Regions from separate parts of the Mus musculus genome. Here region 2 is linked to region 1. Evidence: chromatin contacts called from public promoter capture Hi-C data. All regions are on one chromosome and are shown on one strand. The core of a region is the stretch at or near the end of the contact, and the rest is flanking DNA. Distances in the headings are between cores, read along the strand shown. Region 1 holds the start of Zfp143 (zinc finger protein 143). Region 2 holds the start of Rps15a (ribosomal protein S15A).

What was found. Promoter capture Hi-C pulls out the DNA fragments that hold promoters and counts their contacts.
Region 2: a promoter capture Hi-C map of pre-B cells shows a contact between it and region 1, with 5 times the contacts expected there. The contact joins the promoter of Rps15a here to the promoter of Zfp143 in region 1. A contact is called at or near these places in 3 of 39 promoter capture datasets (cranial neural crest, maxillary cranial neural crest and pre-B cells).

The regions. Positions count from the first base shown.
Region 1 is chr7:110,060,371-110,063,249 of GRCm38.p6, forward strand. It overlaps Zfp143 (zinc finger protein 143), which reads left to right and starts at 1,341. Exons shown (of 16, transcript NM_001374618.1): 1 at 1,341-1,405.
Region 2 is chr7:118,114,781-118,117,524 of GRCm38.p6, forward strand. Rps15a (ribosomal protein S15A) reads right to left here and starts at 1,367. Exons shown (of 5, transcript NM_170669.2): 1 at 1,356-1,367; 2 at 329-466; 3 at 5-84. The coding sequence starts at 461.

The DNA of each region.
Region 1 (2,879 bases), core at 91-2,590:
AAGGATGTATATTCTAAGTCCTGAGATCCTTCAAATGACATTTGAGTACCGATTATGTAACTATGCCCTGGTTAGATTAATATTTTAAAATTGTGATTTATTGGGCCTTATGTGGCATAGGCTATACAGCCTACTCTTAGCACTTAGGGATATACTCTCCGGTTAAATTCATAGCCTACTGAACTATACTGCAAACTAAAGTCTCAGATGGGGTGAGGGCAAGAGAAGGTAATACTGTAGGTTCCGACTAGATTTAGTTACAAACTCAAGTTTCTCCCGGCTATTTTTCGACTTCATCAATGACATCACCTGAAATGCAAGTGACTGACGGCTAATGCTGGTCAACCTCCTCATCTTATTGGAATATACACCTGGTACTGCGGCTACTGCACTCTTATCTGAAATGCCTTGTATTGGAAATGGCTTAAGGGTTGGGCCGAGAGGATTAAAAAAAAAAAAAAACGTACCACATGCCACAACTAATGTCTCAATAGGTTAAAGAGCCCAACAGATGCTTTCTTCATCCTTCAGTTTCACAAAACAGGGAAAGCGCATGCAAAGGACCCGAGCGACCACAAGTCCACGGACACACTAAGAGCATTCGCTTTGCCTCCCAGCGGAAGCTCGGCTCCGCCGGGATCTCCGCAGAAGCAGAAAGCTCAACCTCCCATGGCATGGTCATGCCCGGAGATTGGGGAAGGGCAGGCAGGTTCCGAACCCAGTCTCCGGCATCAGCTGCGCTAGGCACAGAGACCCAAAGCGAAGGCCTCGGCCGACTCCGAGAGCCCCTAGGGAGCGCGTGGGAGGTTCGGGCCGCCCTCCTGCCTTCCTCTAACCTTCCAATGAAATAACACTCGGCAATAGAAAGGCAAGGCCCATCCGGCCTCCGATACACGCTCCGGCAGGGCCACCGGGAGCTCCATGGGTTCCACATTAGCCCTGTAGGGAAAATGGCGCCCATCACCCTATTTCCCTCCCGGGCAATCAAAAGGACGAACCTCCCTCCCTTGCTACAAAATGGCGCCTCCCGCTGGGGCCCCAGAATCGGCATAATTCACTCGTCCGTGGGGCGGAGTGGTCCGCGATGAGCAGTTTCGCCATCCAGTCAGGCACAGAAGCTTTGATTCCGTACCTGGCGCCAGCCACTCATGAGCGGGTAGGAAGGTCAGGCAACAATGACGCAGGTGAGGTGGGCGTAGTTAGTGGCGGTTTCCTGCCCGTCAGCTAAATCTAGACCAATCGAGAGCAAGAGTCTTCCAGTGAGTGACGTAAAGACAGCCCAATGGAGGGTAGGGGCGGGACTCAGAATTGCTATGCGGGTTGCGGGGCTTGGGGGCCGGGCGGCTGTTTCCTGTCCTGGTGCATGGTGGTCGGACGAAGGAATTGTTGGAAAATTTTCTCGGAGGTTCGTATATAAATGTGTTTTTACCCAGTGTGCATTATTCTCCGCCCGGCCGCCGCCCTCAGTGCGGCGGCGCGGGCCCACTCGGGCCCCGGCTCTCCCTCCAGCTGCTTATGCTGGTCCTCAGGCCTGGCCGATCCTACGGCCGCCTTCGTAGCGCAGCCCGGGCAGAATCGGAGTTTATTAATAACCCGAGGCCGCCACTCTAGGGCGGCGGAGCCTTTCCCTCTGAGGACGCCACCCCACCCCCCTTCACCCAGCGCCCCGCCTGTCCCCTTAGGGGGCCGCTGAGGGGAGGGAGAGCAGGAGGGGAGGGTGGAGCTCTCGGGAGCCGGGAGGCTCAGCTCGACCTGACCTTCGCGCGGAGCGAGTCCCTGGGCGCTCGCTCGGTGTGGAAGCCGGTCGGACTGGGCCTCCGGGCCTCGGTTCTCAGCAGGCCCCAGCAGGGGCGCGGGGCCCGCGGCTGGGGACACGCCTGCATATCGCCCCCGGGTTTCTTCCTATTCTGATCGTAGGCACATTTATTCGTTTTCACAATTTTTTTCTTCAAAAGTCTGTGAGGCCTAACATCGAATATTCAAAAATAGTCTCTTGGAATGTTTTATAATGGGACTTTCGTTCACTCATTTTTTACTTTCTCCCTTTCATTAAACGATGTTTCAATAAGTAGAAATGAATACCACTGCCCATCTGTTTGTTTAGAATCAAGTTCTGCCTTCCCTTTTGAAATATTCAAATCATCTGGCATATTCCGTTGGGAATGTGAGAAATTGCACGTTTCAGATTGTGTTCAGTTTGGTCCTAAATTTTACTAGGAAAGATGCGTTCAGCCCTATTCGGCAAAAACTTGTGTAACATTTTAACACTTTCTTCATTCTAAGTATATAGTAAATTCATTGTGAAATGTAAAGATCACAAAACAATAAGCATAAATCTTACCCTGACATTTTGAGTATTTGGAGATGAGTCAATCGACTCTACAAATACTCTTCCCCTTTGTTTATTTTGGTTTGTTTTATCTGGGCATGGTGTCTCTGTCTATAATTCCAGCAATCGGAGTCTGAGGCAAGAGGATTTCAAGACTACTCTTTATTACAGATTTACAGCTAGCTACACACTGAGTTCCTGATCTCAAGTATACTAATAACAGCTTTTTGATAGAATATACACACGTTCAAATTCACCTAAAATAGTCCAAACTAAGTCTGGTAGTTCAACTTTGAAATCTAAGCTATCAAGGCAAAAATAGGAGAAATTTCAAATTCAAGGCCTGCCTCCACTACAGATTGAGTTTATGGCCAACCTGAGTTACCTAGGAGTAAGGCCCTATCCTACGAGAAGAGCAGGTTGAGGATATAGCGAGTGGGGGAATGCTTACCTACCAGGTACAAGGCCTTAAATTCGGGCCTAAAGACTGCAAATTAACTCACCATGCTAATGTATACCTATACATACTTGGGAGTAGAGACAGGAAGAT
Region 2 (2,744 bases), core at 117-2,616, 8.1 Mb after region 1:
TTACCTTGTTCAACCTTCCTGTGAGGTTCACAACAATCTTCCCAGCTCTGTGATCATCAATGATCTCAAATTCACCAATGTATCCTATAAAACAAGTGACCAGCGTCAAACCAGACATCAATTTGAGACCTAAACCTTTACGCCAACACTAACTTTTTGCCTATTAGATTTTTCTCTCATCTGAGTCTCTGCATCAGAATTCTGAAAGCTCCGTATCACATAAAAATTTTTGGGAGTTAGCATCAACACACCCATTCTTTTCTTGAACGGTTACTGTCTTTCCCTCCCAGATCCAGCACTGTCAAAAACCCAAGACACCAATACTCACCGTGCTTCATCATCACGGTTAAGAACCGAACGATGACTTTAGAACATGGCCTGATGAGGACCTGGCGTTTGCCTCTCTTCTCAGCGTTGTTGATGCTCTTGAGAGCATCCGCCAGAACATTCATTCGCACCATGGTGGCTGTGGAAAGAAAAGCCGGGGTTTGCATCAACACCCAATCATGCTGTCCTACCCCCATTAGCTTTTCCTAGGTCTAAGCAACATTCCCAAGAACCAGGAAAAATTCACTACAATTTCCCGACTGTTCAGCACTGTTCTTCAGAGTCTAGCCCTCCAAGACACTCCTATTCATACCACCCACCACACAAAATAGCTGGGGAGAGAATGACACAAGCCGAGCCTCACCACACAGAAGATAGCCTTCGAAATGGTGGGACCGACCAGCTAGCCAAACTGAAAGTGGGGGTGCGGGAACTGTCATTAGGAAAAAGTTCTGGCACCGTCTGCCAAGATTTTCAAAGCCAGCAGTGTGTCAAGAGGTTAACGCGACTTAACTCATTTACAGGTAACCATTTAACACACAGACACACACACACACCCCCTTTCGGGAGAAGAGGCAGTACGTGACAGGGAGCCCAGCCAGCCTACTGAACGGCCACAACCCATAGGCTACCTCCACGGCTCCTCAGGACGCTGCCAAGGCGTATTTTACGCGCCAAGAGTAAACCACGACGTGGTTCCCTAACTCGGCAGTGAGTGGCTGAGCCTAACTCCCCGCGCCAACCCTGGCCACGGCCGCGTGGGACACTCGGGACTCCAGAGCTCCCGCAGACACCGGAGGCTGCAGGGCCCACGCGGGCCACCGTCCCCGCCGGCCCGAGCCGAGCCCGGCCTGTTGCAGTGGGCCGGCTCCCGCAAAGGGCTACCCATAGCCCCCGACCCCGGCAGACGGAGACTACGGCCCCTGCAGGGATCTATAGGCCCACGGGACTCCGAAAGCGAACACGGGGTAAAGGGATGGCACAGATACCACACGGATGAACACGGAGTTTCACAAACACTCACTCACCGGCGAGGGAAGATGGCAGAAAGAGAGTGGGCCGGGCAAACGCACGGAATTATGGGAAGCGGAAGCGCTATCGCGAGACTTCATGGTCACACACTTAAAAAAAAAAAACCCAAAACCCTGTGATTTCTTATAGGACAACCAATGCGAGGGCGGGGCCTCCTCTGGGAGGGGCAGATGAAACTAGAAATGGTGGGCTGCTAGTCGCTCTGAAACTCGCGGCAGTCCTGCCTCAGCCTCTAGGGTTTTGGCATTAACGCCACTGCGGGTTCTTGCGTTTAGTTTTGTTTGCCACAATGAAACTCACTAGGTAGCTTCGGCTGGGCTGGAACTATGAAGACCAAGCTGACTTCTAGCCTCCACCTGCCTCTGCCTCCCAGTGCTGAGATTAAACATCACAGCACTTGGCTTTTGTTATTATTGTTTTGGTTGGTTTGGCTTGAATTTGGCTTTTGGAGACCAGTAGTGGCCCAATGCTGTCCCCGGAGTCATGAAAATCTTGACTAGTAACAGGGATTACTGCCATGGTCCGCTTCTCTCGCTCTCTCTCTCTTTTTTTTTTTTTTTTTTTTTTTTGTTTGTTTTTTTGTTTTTCGAGACAGGGTTTCTCTGTATAGCCCTGGCTGTCCTGGAACTCACTGTAGACCAGGCTGGCCTCGAACTCAAAAATCCGCTTGCCTCTGCCTCCTGAGTGCTGGGATTCAAGGCGTGTGCCACCATGCCCGGCTTAAGGTCCACTTTTCTTCCTCCTCCTCCTCTTATTATGCAGCCCTGTGATCTGTCTGCTTCACTTTTGTAACTGGGGTTACACTCCTCCTCCTCCTCCTCCTCCTCCTCCTCCTCCTCCTCCTCCTCCTCCTCCTCCTCCTCCTATTATGCAGCCCTGTGATCTGTCTGCCTCACTTCTGTAACTGGGGTTACACCTCAAGTGAATCTGTTGACTCCTAGCCTGGACCATTAAGCTTCAAGCCTACAGAGGTTCGGGAAGCTTCGTTCATTGCTGTTCACACTAAGTCTGGAGAAGCATCTGCCACATAGTAGGTCCTCGACATATAGTTGAAGAAAAAACTGAATGGACAAATCAGTTTCTCCATCTCTAAAACAGGGATGATAGAACCACTCAGAGGAGCTTTTGAGAGACCACACAAATGTGGCAGTGCTCAGCAGTGTTTGGCACAAGATTTATTTCCCCCAGAGGAACAAAGGACAGGGAATGAGAGACAAAGACAGGAGATAGAAGGTGAGGGAGAGGGGAACAAGGGAGAGGGAGGGAAAGGATGTAAGTCCTGGGAACAAAGAACTGCCTCTGCATAGAGAGGAGACAGGTGTGGCCCTTGAGCAAACGACAGTTTATGAGGGTAAAGGGGGAAAAAACCTCTTGTTAGGATGAAG